Regions from separate parts of the Mus musculus genome. Here region 1 is linked to region 2. The links are chromatin contacts, called in public Hi-C maps. All regions are on one chromosome and are shown on one strand. Each heading gives the region's core, a stretch centred on a gene start, on an enhancer-like site or on the middle of the called end of the contact. The rest is flanking DNA. Distances are from core to core; before and after follow the strand shown.

Evidence for each region. A called contact is a pair of places that touch in the nucleus more often than the background predicts.
Region 1: a Hi-C map of Th1 cells shows a contact between it and region 2, with 4 times the contacts expected there. The contact joins two enhancer-like sites. A contact is called at or near these places in 1 of 15 datasets of contacts at CTCF or cohesin (large pre-B cells), 2 of 484 Hi-C or Micro-C datasets (Th1 cells and bone marrow-derived macrophages), 3 of 115 datasets of contacts at active chromatin or transcription factors (embryonic basal ganglia, embryonic hindbrain and forebrain) and 1 of 9 other capture datasets (embryonic stem cells).

Annotation. Positions count from the first base shown.
Region 1 is chr4:88,298,579-88,304,668 of GRCm38.p6, forward strand. Focad (focadhesin) reads left to right here. Exons shown (of 44, transcript NM_001081184.1): 20 at 4,867-5,052. Among named protein-coding and RNA genes, the nearest start is that of Hacd4, 140 kb to the right of the region's middle. Within about 2 kb of position 2,398, at least 21 of the 459 cell types and tissues checked have an H3K27ac peak or open chromatin away from gene starts, as enhancers often do. A contact at or near this core is called in Th1 cells, where this site is marked.
Region 2 is chr4:88,012,505-88,018,645 of GRCm38.p6, forward strand. All of the region lies in intron 2 of Mllt3 (myeloid/lymphoid or mixed-lineage leukemia; translocated to, 3), which reads right to left. Among named protein-coding and RNA genes, the nearest start is that of Mllt3, 18 kb to the right of the region's middle. Within about 2 kb of position 2,892, at least 40 of the 459 cell types and tissues checked have an H3K27ac peak or open chromatin away from gene starts, as enhancers often do. A contact at or near this core is called in Th1 cells, where this site is marked.

The sequences.
Region 1 (6,090 bases), core at 1,148-3,647, 290 kb after region 2:
TTAAGGATCAAATTATATGGTCATTTGTTTTGATATAAAGTTTATTAATCTGTAGCCTTTAATAGGCATGCTGTGCAAGTGTGTGTGGTATTCACACATGTAAAACTTTCACTAACTCTATTTAAGTCTTACCCAAGAAACAGTAGGTGATTATAGCTGAGATATGGATTATGGGCTACGATTAAAATTTTATATTATTTAAAATTTATCTCCTGGTTATTAAAAAATCCTTAAAATTTCCATAGATGATCCATTGTGATAGCTGAGATATGGGTTATGGGTTATGATTAAAATATTATATTATTTAAAATTCATCTTCTGGTTATTAAAAATTCCTTAAAATTATCATAGACCATCCTTTGTGACTGGAAGCCCTCCAGTGCTAGCCAATATTTTGCTTTTTTGTTCAAATTCTGCCTTGAACATATATACATGCAAACACTTAAGTTTTGAAAATGAGGCTTAATAAAAAAATGTTGTTATAGCTTTTCAACATAGTCATTTTTATATGTGATTATAGTAATCTATAACATTAATATTATTTTTTTATTTCATGACAATTAGAGATTATTTGGAAATTTAGCTAAGCATGTATCATTAATTTATAGACAGAGCTCCTGTCTGTCCCTGCCTCCTTTTATTAGAGCAAGCTGAACAGTGGAGCATAGCCAAAGCTACCATGTTTTCATGTTTTCTCTCCTCTGCAAGCCTCAAATCTCCTCTACTGTTCCTTTCTTCTCCATACTTCCTATCTCATCTCATTGCTCCCCAGGAGCCCTGAGTCTCTCCAGGGTTAATAGCCAGCAGGCGTAGGAAAATGCCTTGTATACAAATCCTCCAGCATCCTGAAAGAGCCACTGCCAATAGCTCACTGGAGGTTTTACAGTGACTTTGTGCCCTTTGCTGATTTCTTTAGCCTTCTGGCCAGAGGGAGGGTGTGACTGCCTGCAGAAGAGGAAAAGGTTGCTACTGAGATATTTTGAGGGTTCGTACCTCTGTGCTAGTGATTATACTTGATGGCTATAGTCCTCCACTGTGTTTTTGTTTTTTCTTTATGAGGCAATCTGATAATTGGAGTCAATGGTTTTGTACGTATAATTGTGTCTGGCAAACCATCACCATAGACAATGTTGTTCTGTGCTCACTTTCTCTGATTAATGGAGCATGGTCAAACAGACAAGGACATAGGTTGCAGCCATGGGAACAGAGACTCAGAGGATTCTGGGTATATGATGCATGGTAGTCACTAGTTACAGATGGCGGTAAAATCATTGCTCTGAAAGAAGGGGATCATGGCCTGTTTCTCATGTTAATTATTTTCTCTTTTTCTCCTCCTCCTCCTCCTCTTCCTCCTCCTCCTCCTCCTCCTCCTCCCCCTCCTCCTCCTCCTCCTCCTCCTCCCCCTCCCCCTCCTCCTCCTCCTCCTCCTCCTCCTCCTCCTCCCCCATCTCCTCCTCCTCTCCCTCCTCCTTCTCCTCTTCTTTTTCTTCCTCTTCCTTCTCCTCTTCCTCTTTCTTCTTCCTCTTTTTAAACTTTTTTTTTTAATTTTACCTGTGTTGGTATTTTGCCTAAGTGTATATAAGTTCATCGTGTCTGTGTGTACGTGGTGTCCGTGGAAGACAGAAGAAGGCATCAGATTTCCTGAGACTGGAGTTATGTACAGTTGTGAGCTGTGTATGTATGTATGTATGTATGTATGTATGTATATTGTATGTTGTGAGTTATACAGTTGTGTGCTTGTCAGCTGTGGGTGCTGGGAATTGATTTCTGGTCTTCTACAAAAGCATTAACCATGAAGCCATCTCTTTATCCCCTAATATTTAAAGTTCTAGCTTAAAATGTTTGTACTAAAGTCCTTTTTGGATTTCTCCAGATACTCTGAGTTTGTCAACTCTTAGACTTAGATTTTTATTTTTTTCATTTCACATAGTATGTTTATGATCCTTATCTTAGTTCCTGTGGTAACTTTATTTTTTTTTTCAGTTGTTAGATGATTTTCCATTAGATATAACTGCAGTGTTAACATGCTCACCTTGTTGTGTATAGATTTTCGTTTCTTTTTAAATTCTCACCTGGTCATATGTAAGGAAGAGGCCAAGGCCAAGGCTGCAGAGAGCAGGGAGAATGCTGCTTATTGATTGGCTCAGTTGCTTGGGGAAGATGATGTTCTCTGTAGTGGCTCCATTCAGATGCTTGCATCTTCTCCTCCCTTCACATCTGCAGGAGGCACTCGAGAGGCTTTTATTGACCACAGAGCTAGATAAGTAGGAGCTTTCTGTTGCTGGAAGAGTGCACTTGCAAGTGTGTCTTCCCTTTTGACTATGTGCTTGCCCTCTTTGTCAGAACACAGCTCCTTCTGAAGAAGCATGAAATCATCCTCTCTCACCACAGCACTCCTGTCTTCACAGTCACATGACTCACGCATTCAAAAGGTCTGTGCTCAGACTGAGCTTGGAGCAGGCATACCTGCACCACACCATTCAGGAACTGGAGTACACAGTCTGTGATTACATAGCATCCATTTGTCTAGACGTTACAGTCATGATGGTCATTGCAAAAAGGGCTTCATTCTCAATGGGATAATCGGAGAAATTTAAATAAAGTTTCTCTTTATAATTGTGTTTGCAAAGTTTATGGAAATTCATTAGACACAATGAATCATCCGAGAGTAGCTAAGGTCCTTTGGCCGTGTAGGGAGGGTAAAAGACATGCATGTCACAGTTATAGCTGCCTAAGGGGAGACAGCCTTCTAAATAAGGGTGCAGGCAGCCTGTAGTAACCTGTTGGACAGTGTTTAGGGAATAAGTTCCCTGACTGTACTGTGTTTTCACTCTTTGATCTCCTGCCAGGGCCTTTCATTGGTTGACACAATGAGCAGCCTTTTGATGCATTTCTTACAGCTTAGTTCTGGAGGCTACAGGGCAGTGTTGAGAATGGTAGGGGTAAGTGTGGAGGAGTCAGTAGAAACTGTTCCCAACAGATGTTCTCAGAACTGTGTGCGTGTGAGTGTGTGCATATGAGTGTTTGTGTGTGTGTGTTGTATGTGCATGTTTATGTATGTGTTTTGTTTATGTGTGTCAGTAGACCAGAGGTTAATATTTTGTGTATATTTATTATATGTTCATGTGTACATATGTGTATGCATGTGTGTAGACTAGCAGTTGATTATATGCGTGTGTTATGTGTACATGTCTATATATGTGCATGCATGTGTATGGACCAGAGTTGACATTATATGTGTTATTTGTCCATGCCTATGTATCTGTGTTCATGTGTATAGACTAGAGATTGATTGACATTGTGTGTGTGCATGTTGTATGTGCATGTCTATGAATGTTTGTGCATGTGTATAGGCCAGAGATGGACATTGTGTGTGTGCATGATGTATGTGCATGTCTATATATGTGTATGTATGTGAGGCAGAACTTTTTGGTTGTATGTGTGCCTTGCCATTTAGGTAGATTGTCTGACTAGCAATTTGCTGGCATCCTCTGTCTTTGACTCACCAGTGCTGGAGTGCCATGTGTGTTCTGCCTCACTTGGCCTTTTTGCATAGGTGTTGGGGATCAAATTTATGTCTTCATGCTCTGCAGTGTTCTTTACCAACTGAGCTATATCCCCAGTCCCTCTCCTTACTTTGTATGGGTAAGTTTGGTTGCAACCAGGGGATTATACAGAAAGAGAGAAGGATACTTAATTATTGTGCCAGTGAGTACTTACTTTAAATCATGGTCATTTAAAGGAGACCTTGAGGTAAAAATATTCCTAGTTAAGTTTGGATGTGGCTGGGTGGACCCTTGTTTTTGTGTTCCTACTGGAGGACCATGTATTTCCTGTTTGTTTTCCCACTGTGGTTTGTTTAGCTTTCATGCTTTGTTTTTGTTTCTGTATTGGGCAGCCTCTAGTGGTTCTTGTGGAAATGGCACCCAAATATGAACCCAATGGTAATTGGTTTTTGACATCTGTTGTCTTCTGATCCTACATTTTTATGTTGTCTTGTAGTTCTTACAGTGTCATATAGCAAAGTGAGCTTCATTAGCATAGGTTCCTTTGTAGACAGAGGAAGTAAGGAGTGAGTTTTTCAGATTCTAATGTGTGCTAACATTCCTACAGAATTGGCATAGTTCTAAAAGGTCTGTCTGAAAACATCCAAAGGACAAGAGGACTCATCCCATGAAAAGCTAGAAATAGTGTGCTTCATGTCGATAACCAGCAAGTCTCGTGTTCCTGTAGAACACATCAAGAGTATATTTTTGAAGAACAGAAGGGGATATTTAGGCTATCTGGATAGGTGTCTTTCACTTGGCAAGAAGGGAACATGGCAGAAATAAGGCCATAGGGAGAGTCATGATGGTTCCTTATTTGAGGTCAGAGGCTGTATAGTTTTTTGGCAGTGTTGTTTGTTTTTGTTTGTTTGTGCAGTGAAAGCTATTGGGTGGTATTAAGAACATAAAGGGCAACTTCAGCTTCTGGCTAGAGGACACTATAGGGGTGATCACGAGGAAGAAGTGACTAAAGATACAGCTTTTATATTAGTATATTTGAAGAAGACAAAGATAATAACTAGGCAAGGCTTTATGAGAATGGTTGTAAAAGGAGGACTCTGAAGATGGAGCCACAAGAACTTGCCAGTAGATGATCTGTAAGAAATGAAGAAGAATGAAAGCTAGGATACCTGAGCACTGTAGTACTTTGTTCCCATTTGGGAGCATTGAAGGCAGAGATGGTGCTCAGTGGTTTCCTGTTTGCTTGGTGAAGTTCAACCTGAGACAGAGCTGGATGCCTGTGCACCGGTTAGGAAGGAACATGCCTCTTCTGGACATCTCACATTTATTTGGGTTTTGAACTCTTGTTATTTTATTCCAGCATTGGAAGAATTCTTTACATCTCTTGTGAGACAAGAGATGGTGAATATGCCCCGTGGGATATATCACTCTGCATTGAAAGGAGGCGTGCGCTCAGACCAAGGGAAGACAGTAGCAGGAATCCCGAACTTCATATTGAAGACATACGAAACAAACAAGCAACCAGGATTGAAACCTGGCCTGGCAGGTAAGAATACTGCACTTGGTGAAGTGCAGGTTTACAGTGTCATGTCTCAACTTGTGCTTCCATGTGAAATTGTAATAAGTTACATGGTAGGACATTGCTTGGCTGCTGCTCACATTTACACACAGCTGGAACAGTTACAACAAACAACCGAATTGAAAAGGAATTCAAAAAATGCAGAAGCAAAGATAAATAGATAGCTTCAAATTCCAGAATGGGGAGACTATTTTAGACCTTTTTACCCCTTGGAACATATTCTATTCTAACTGTGGATTTGATTGGCAGCTGGCTCAGGCCAGAGGTTAGGTCTTGTTGGAGAAGTGGCCAACAAATGTATGGAAACAATTTTAATATTCTTAGTTATCAGGGAAATGCAAATCATGAATCTATTGAGACTCCAGCTTGGTCCAGTCAGAAGAGCCATTACAAGAAAAGAAACAGGAAATGAAGATAAAGACATAGAAAACATAGAGAACAAGGGATACTCATACACTATTGCTGAAGCTGTATATTAGCCTAGCCACTATGGAAGTCAGTATAGATGTTGCCCAGCAGGGAGAACTAGAAGTACCACATGATCCCATGTACTGCTTTTTGGTTTTACAATAAGTATTCCAAGTTAGCATATAATATAGTAGTATACTTGCAATTTAACATTTATTAAGACATTGTTCACAAATCAGCCTGTGCCCATTAGCAGATAAATTAACAATAACAACAATAATAATAATAAATCATAGTTTATAAAATATGGATTTTTATTCCTCCATTAAGAGAAGAAAAATCATGTCATTTGCAGGAAAACTATTTGTCGTCAAACTGAGCCATAAGAGTCAGATTCAGAAGGACATACTGAATGTTTGCAATCTAGATTTTAAAAATAGGACATGAAAGTGGAGGAGACTATTTAGGAAGAGGAGGGGTTCTAAGAGGAGGTAGGGACTAAGAGGTGATGATGGCATGAATATGGTCAAAGCACAAGATGTACATATGCAGAAGTGACACAATGGAGTCAATTATTATACACCAATAAAGGTACTT
Region 2 (6,141 bases), core at 1,642-4,141:
CCCACCCCCAGAGTTTCTTTTGCTGCAATGAAAATAATTTCAGTTAGACAGCAATAGAAAAAGAAAAAAGAAAGAAAACTGCCAACAAAAGGAGGTATGGCTTTAGGGAGCGCAGCATTAAACACCGGAGTAGACAGACCCTCAGTGACACACCTTCAATAAAAACTTCCAAACCCGTTCCCTTTTTGTTCCTTTGAGAAAATGGTGAAGTAATTTGCATTTATAGCCTACTTCCTGTTTCCAAAATACCCCTTTAACTTTTTCTTTTCTTTTCTTTTCTTTTTATGGTCAGCATAAATAGAACCAAATTGTCAAATCACGGCTATTCTGTGTGCAGCCGATACAAATAGGTCTGATTTCTAGCCAGCCATAAAACAATTACTGCTAAATTCCTACTGCTCTTTGATACCAGGTTATCCAGAGCTTCAAAGCCAGTCTCTATGACTGTTCTCAGGGTAGTGCTGAGAAACAGCAGACACCCAGAAGACAGATCGGTCTCCGCTCCTACAGCACACAAAGGCAAGGCTACACAAGTAAAGCAATTCTGCAGCTCTGAGCTGGAGAACTAAGTTAGGGAACTGATTGTGTGTGGTATGGATCCACTAGAATATTCTCCTGGAAATCATAAAGGCCACTCTGCCCCATTTTCAAACTTCAAAAAAATTAATAATCATCACTTCGCTTTCAGAGAGATTTTCTGATTTACTAAAATAACGTATCCCAAGGGAACTTAGAGGGTCTTAAGCACATAAATAATCCCACAGCACAATATTTATGGGATGTAGCAAAATTCATTAAAGCTGCATGTTTTGGATAAGGTCAAATCTGGTCAGAATATCAATAGAGGAAGTTTTTGAGCAACTGAATGCTTTGCGTGTAAACTAACGGACGGCATTCTCTGGGGGCTTATAAAACATTACCACAGTGTAGGATGACATAAACACCTAAGGCATACAGTGACGAGGCTGCTGGCATCTTGGATGGGTGGCAAATATAAGGTGAGTATGAACTCCCCCATTGCCCGGATCCTTAAAATAAAAGTTCTGTTGGGCTGGCAGACAGTTCCAATTTTGGAGGCGCTTACAGCCTGATACGATAAAGTACGTTTGATTCTGGAATCCACATGGCAGAATGAGAGATCAGACTCCACCAGTTGTCCTCTGACCTCCACATTCATACCATGTGGTACATGCATGCCCACATACACAGAATAAATGTAAGGACATCACTAAACCCAACACCTGCAAATATATACACCTTCAACCTATACATATTTAATTCTATATATTGACACCAAAAAGATTGTTAAAATGCTTCTTTTAAAAAGAAAAAAAAAATCTTTCCACCAATGACACCAAGCCAATGGGCTTTTCCTTAGCCACAAACTTTTGGCTGCTCCATTATGATATGCCAGGATTTCAAATTAAGTAGCTGCCAAAGACGGCTGTGAATGGAAAATAGAGTTGGTACAGCCTTCCTGTACAGAGAAGCTCTTTAGACACAAGCATAAAAAAGGGTATCTATTACCCACGTTCTAACTCTGCCTTGCCAATTCTCAAGACTTCATTTAAAACATTACTGCAGAGCTGAGTTGGCCGTCTTCAGTAATCAGACCAAGGACCCACACATGCACGCACAGCCAAAGACATGTACTGCGTTACTTTACAAAATCCGGACAAGTCAGCACTTAGAATTCCACACAGCACTTCACATTGAAACCCAAAATCTTCCCACTCACAAGAGCCACCTGTTTACAGCACTGATCTCGAGAGCAGCTTTTATCTCTTACCCTGGCATCTAGAACTGGTATGAAATTTCTTTATAACAACGTGATTGTGTAGTCTCTCAAATTTAATTATGTTTTCCCCCTCTGGAGCTTTTTAACCAAGGCTAAATGCATTAACATACAACAAAATTCTCAATGTGTGGACAAAGATGCATAAAAAGTAACCTTTCATCCGAGCTATGTAACTGATTTTATTCTCTTTTGGCATGTTTGAAGTAACTCATCTACAGATTAGTTAGGCTTTTCCACACTTCTTTTTATCAGAACCCTACCATTCTTGATTTAGTTTTGAGAGAAAAGGGTTTGCAAAAACTGTAATAATCTCCCAGCTGGAGATGGCTGGAAAGTCTGCCAGTCCACATTGTCCCCTTAATTTGCAGGAAGGCTTTGCTGCTCTCATTTTATATGTGGAGCAGTTTGCACTGATAAGGTACTTATAGACTAGTTATCTTAGATTAATGAGAAGCTCAGTAAAATTTTATGTTAAATGGCTGTAAACTTTCTCTTTAAAACACCGCTCTGCATCTTCGGTTTTGATTCCATTAAAATCTTAACTCTCATAATCTGTCTTGATAGTTTTCATGCTAGTGGCAAAGGCAGTCTTAAAATGTTTAAGAAGTATTATTTTCAAATAGAGAAGGAATCCCAAATTTAAGGCTATGAATTCAGATGGACTGGCTGGAGCCTCGGGGCAAACACACGGGTTTAATCACACAGCTGTGGCTTCCAACTCTTGCCCTTCTCTGCCTTAGCAGTGAAGATGTCCCTGCCCCTCAAACCTACAACAATAATGCAAAAATATGATTCAGACAAGCGTGGTGCTTCTGGGACTTTGAACATTATGGCATTGATGTTAGTGGTACTTGGCAGTGTTCTAGTTACACACTTAACCCAAAAATGAGTTTAAAGTCAATGACTTGGTATTTCCTCTCCTTCTAAACTTCACACCAAAAAGCCTGCGTACCAAGAAGAATAAGTCAACTTCCACAATCCCTTTTGGTATCCGCATCCAGAAGCAAAAGTCAGACTCTGGAAAGTATGAGCTGCTGTTCCTAGATCTGCCCGAATGGAAGCAGAAAAGGCAGCGATGTGTCATACTCCAAGTGCTAAAATTACACATTCTCTGCTGTACTGAACACCAGTGAGGCAGAAGCTCATACCGTAAGCCCAGAGGTTATATCCCACACAGCAAGTTTATCTGCCGAGTAGAAATGACAGCATCGGAAACTGATAGGTGTTAATCTCTTCTTTGGTGAAGCCATGCGAAGCCTACAGCAGCTGCCTAACTGTGCTTTTACAGCCCAAGGAAGCCTTCCAAGGTAACACTGGCCTGGGAACTAGATCAGCAATTTTAGCTTCAGCCAAAGAAGGGGATAGATAGTGAAAACAACCTTATCCCCCAGTCACTAAGTTTTCTGACAAGCTAATTTTTACTAACTTTAATGTCTACCCTCCTGTGCATCGGTGAGACCCGTGTCTTTCTGTGTGTGTAGACAACATTAATAACTTCTAAATGCCGGCTACAAGAGATAAACTTCAGATAGCTATCGCTTCTTTAAAACCACTTATAAAAACTTCCAGGAAGAGTTTTAACTACTCACAGGCAGAACTGAGCTAAAAGGGAAAAAGGGAAACGTTTAGCCGCTGCTGCTGTAAAAGGTTTGACCACAAATCTCTGATTGTATCAGTTTAGAAACATGTAGACTTTGTACCATTTCTATATGATCTAATACACTGTGCCAGGATTCTGATGGAGAAACAAACTCCGTTCCTTGAGGCCTAGAATTTTCCATCTATATAAGTACTTACACCATTTAAAATAAATACAATACCCATCTTATTACCCACCCAGTCTTGCCAGGACATCTGAGATACCTGATCCCTCAAATCTTTTCTATCTAGTCTGCGAAAAACAAGTATTTCACCTAATCAGAAAGAATAGACATTTATTTAAACAGAAATCCAACACTCGCCATAAATCAAGTCTTTGAAGTATGTGAAGAAGGGAAGAAAAGCAATCAGTGACCTAACAAAGCTATGTTCTATGGCTCGCAATCACAGGCTCATCCAGGAAAAAGGAGTCAAAAAACTTAAAACAAAGTTACATGGAAATAGGCGTGACTTAACATTCCCACTTCCATATTTATATTTAGGCTATAAATTAGGTTAAGTACATAACTTCGTTCACGTTTTTGTGCCTATGGAGGGTCCTCTTTTCTAAAAGCCAACTTTAATCCAGTATTAATTTATAATAATTCTAGTAATGCTTACTTCATCAAAGGTTTGTGGCAGAGCACTAGCTACCTTTTAGACTGCTGTGCATTCCTGCTACACACCAAAGATAAGTGCTTACTGAGACAAATCAGATACAGTGTCTGCTGTGAAGACCCCACCACTGTACAATGCTACCACATGTACAAGAAATGTGACCCCCAATGAGTTTTCTATAGGACTATGAATTGCTTAAAAACTATGAATTAAAATATACGTATTAAGGGACAGTCCTCAATTCACATATTACGGCTTGTTTAAAAAAAAAAAAAAAAAGCAAATCCCAAATACTAGGTTAATATGCTCCCCTTTTGTAGACTTAAGCCATAAATTCTTCAAACACAATTAAACAAATTGGTTTTTCTCCTAATTACCGGCAGGAACTCAGCAGTGTAAAGCTATCTCTGTATTCTCTATAGCTTGGGAATTTAACTGGCCATGTTCAATATAATACACTCAGAGGATCTCAGAGCCCACTGCCTGTAAAATCTCCCATGGAGACTCAAGACCACCCATTGAAAACAGTACATTACTGCCCCAAGCAAGAAGCTAGTACACAGGACTGGTCACTCAAGTCTTTCAAATACTATTTTATTGAGGGATTGTGGGAGGTGGTGGAGAGGGAAGAGGGGGATTCATGAGTGGACGGGGGAGGAAAACTCAAGACATAGAAAAAACAGAAAATTCTAAAGCCTGGGTCTCTAGGGCATCCCCATTCCTCACTCTACCCCTACCTTTTAAAAGGCTACATAAACAAAGTAGTAAGTGCTCAGGTTCCGAGAGAATTATATTATCCTCCGTTTGAACAGCCCACAAAGCACTTTTATTTGAAAAGCTGCTTCTCTCCTGTTATAAACAATTTTACTCCACACTAATTTTCAGACGAGACTGGGGACTGTGAGAGGAGGCATTAGGAAAAATTCACTCCGTGTCTTTCAAAGACTTAAAGAGTTGATCCAATAAAGATCCTTTAGAGAAAACTTTAAGTCTATTTTTTTCCTCCAAGTAAGCAAATCATACATGAGGGCTTTTCTTCTCTGGAGGACTGCACCCTGTCCCTTTAAACGCCAGGCCTGCCCCATTTCCCACGCATTCAATGAAAGCCCCGCGTTTGCTGGCCTCCGGCCCACAATGTCAAGTAGTTTTCTTGCTATTGAATTTCAAGATTATTCTTTTGGATCATTTGCCCTTTAGTTTTAAGCACGCCACAGCAAAAATAATGTCATTCTACAATAACATAAAGAAAACTCTGAGCCCTTTACAAGCCCACAAGTAGAGAACACCTTGCCCTTTGGTTCCCCTTTACTGCAAAATATGCTCCGCTGCATAAGCTGCAAATAAAGGCTATTATCCACTATCTGGAGCTGCCGTGGCCTTGCCCATCCAGCAACAAGACAGACAAGTATACTCATTTCACAGCGTCTGCAGTCTCCAACAATCCACAGCGTTCAAGTCGGTCCTCTAGACCGCTCCAGTCCTTAACCCAGTCCACCGGGTACGCGGCTGGAATAAATCTTAAAATAGTGACTTTATTTAAAAACAATTATTTTATTGCCTGCTGTTTCCAGCTACACAGCTTTGTAAGTTAATGATTAGAACAGCAGTAGTCTCAGGTCAGTCCTACCTCCCTTGTTCACACACATACCTCAGTTCTAAGGGAAGGAATCCAGCCACCACCACAAAGGCCATTTAGAACTCTCTCAAAAGAAACAGAAATGGTTAAGTAAAAAATTAATCCACAGAACTAAATGAAGTCCAGGGAAAACAACGTCACCCCAAACGTGAATGTATAGAGCTTGGAGTGCCAGTCACACAAGCAGCTCACTGGAAACCCCCATGTCACAAAGATGAGTTTTTATACACAGTAGAAATTCTAACGTGGGGTTAATCTAACCATGACTGGTAAATTCTGTAAAAAGCACACAATGCTGGTACTTATTTGTGCTCGGCCTCCATTTGATATGTATCAGTCCATAGTACATCTATAGTAAGAAGTCTTTATGATAAAAAAGGAAAGATACTTTCTAAGAGGCCATAAATTAAAATCAACATTTATAATAAAGACACTCTTGAAGAAAACCGAA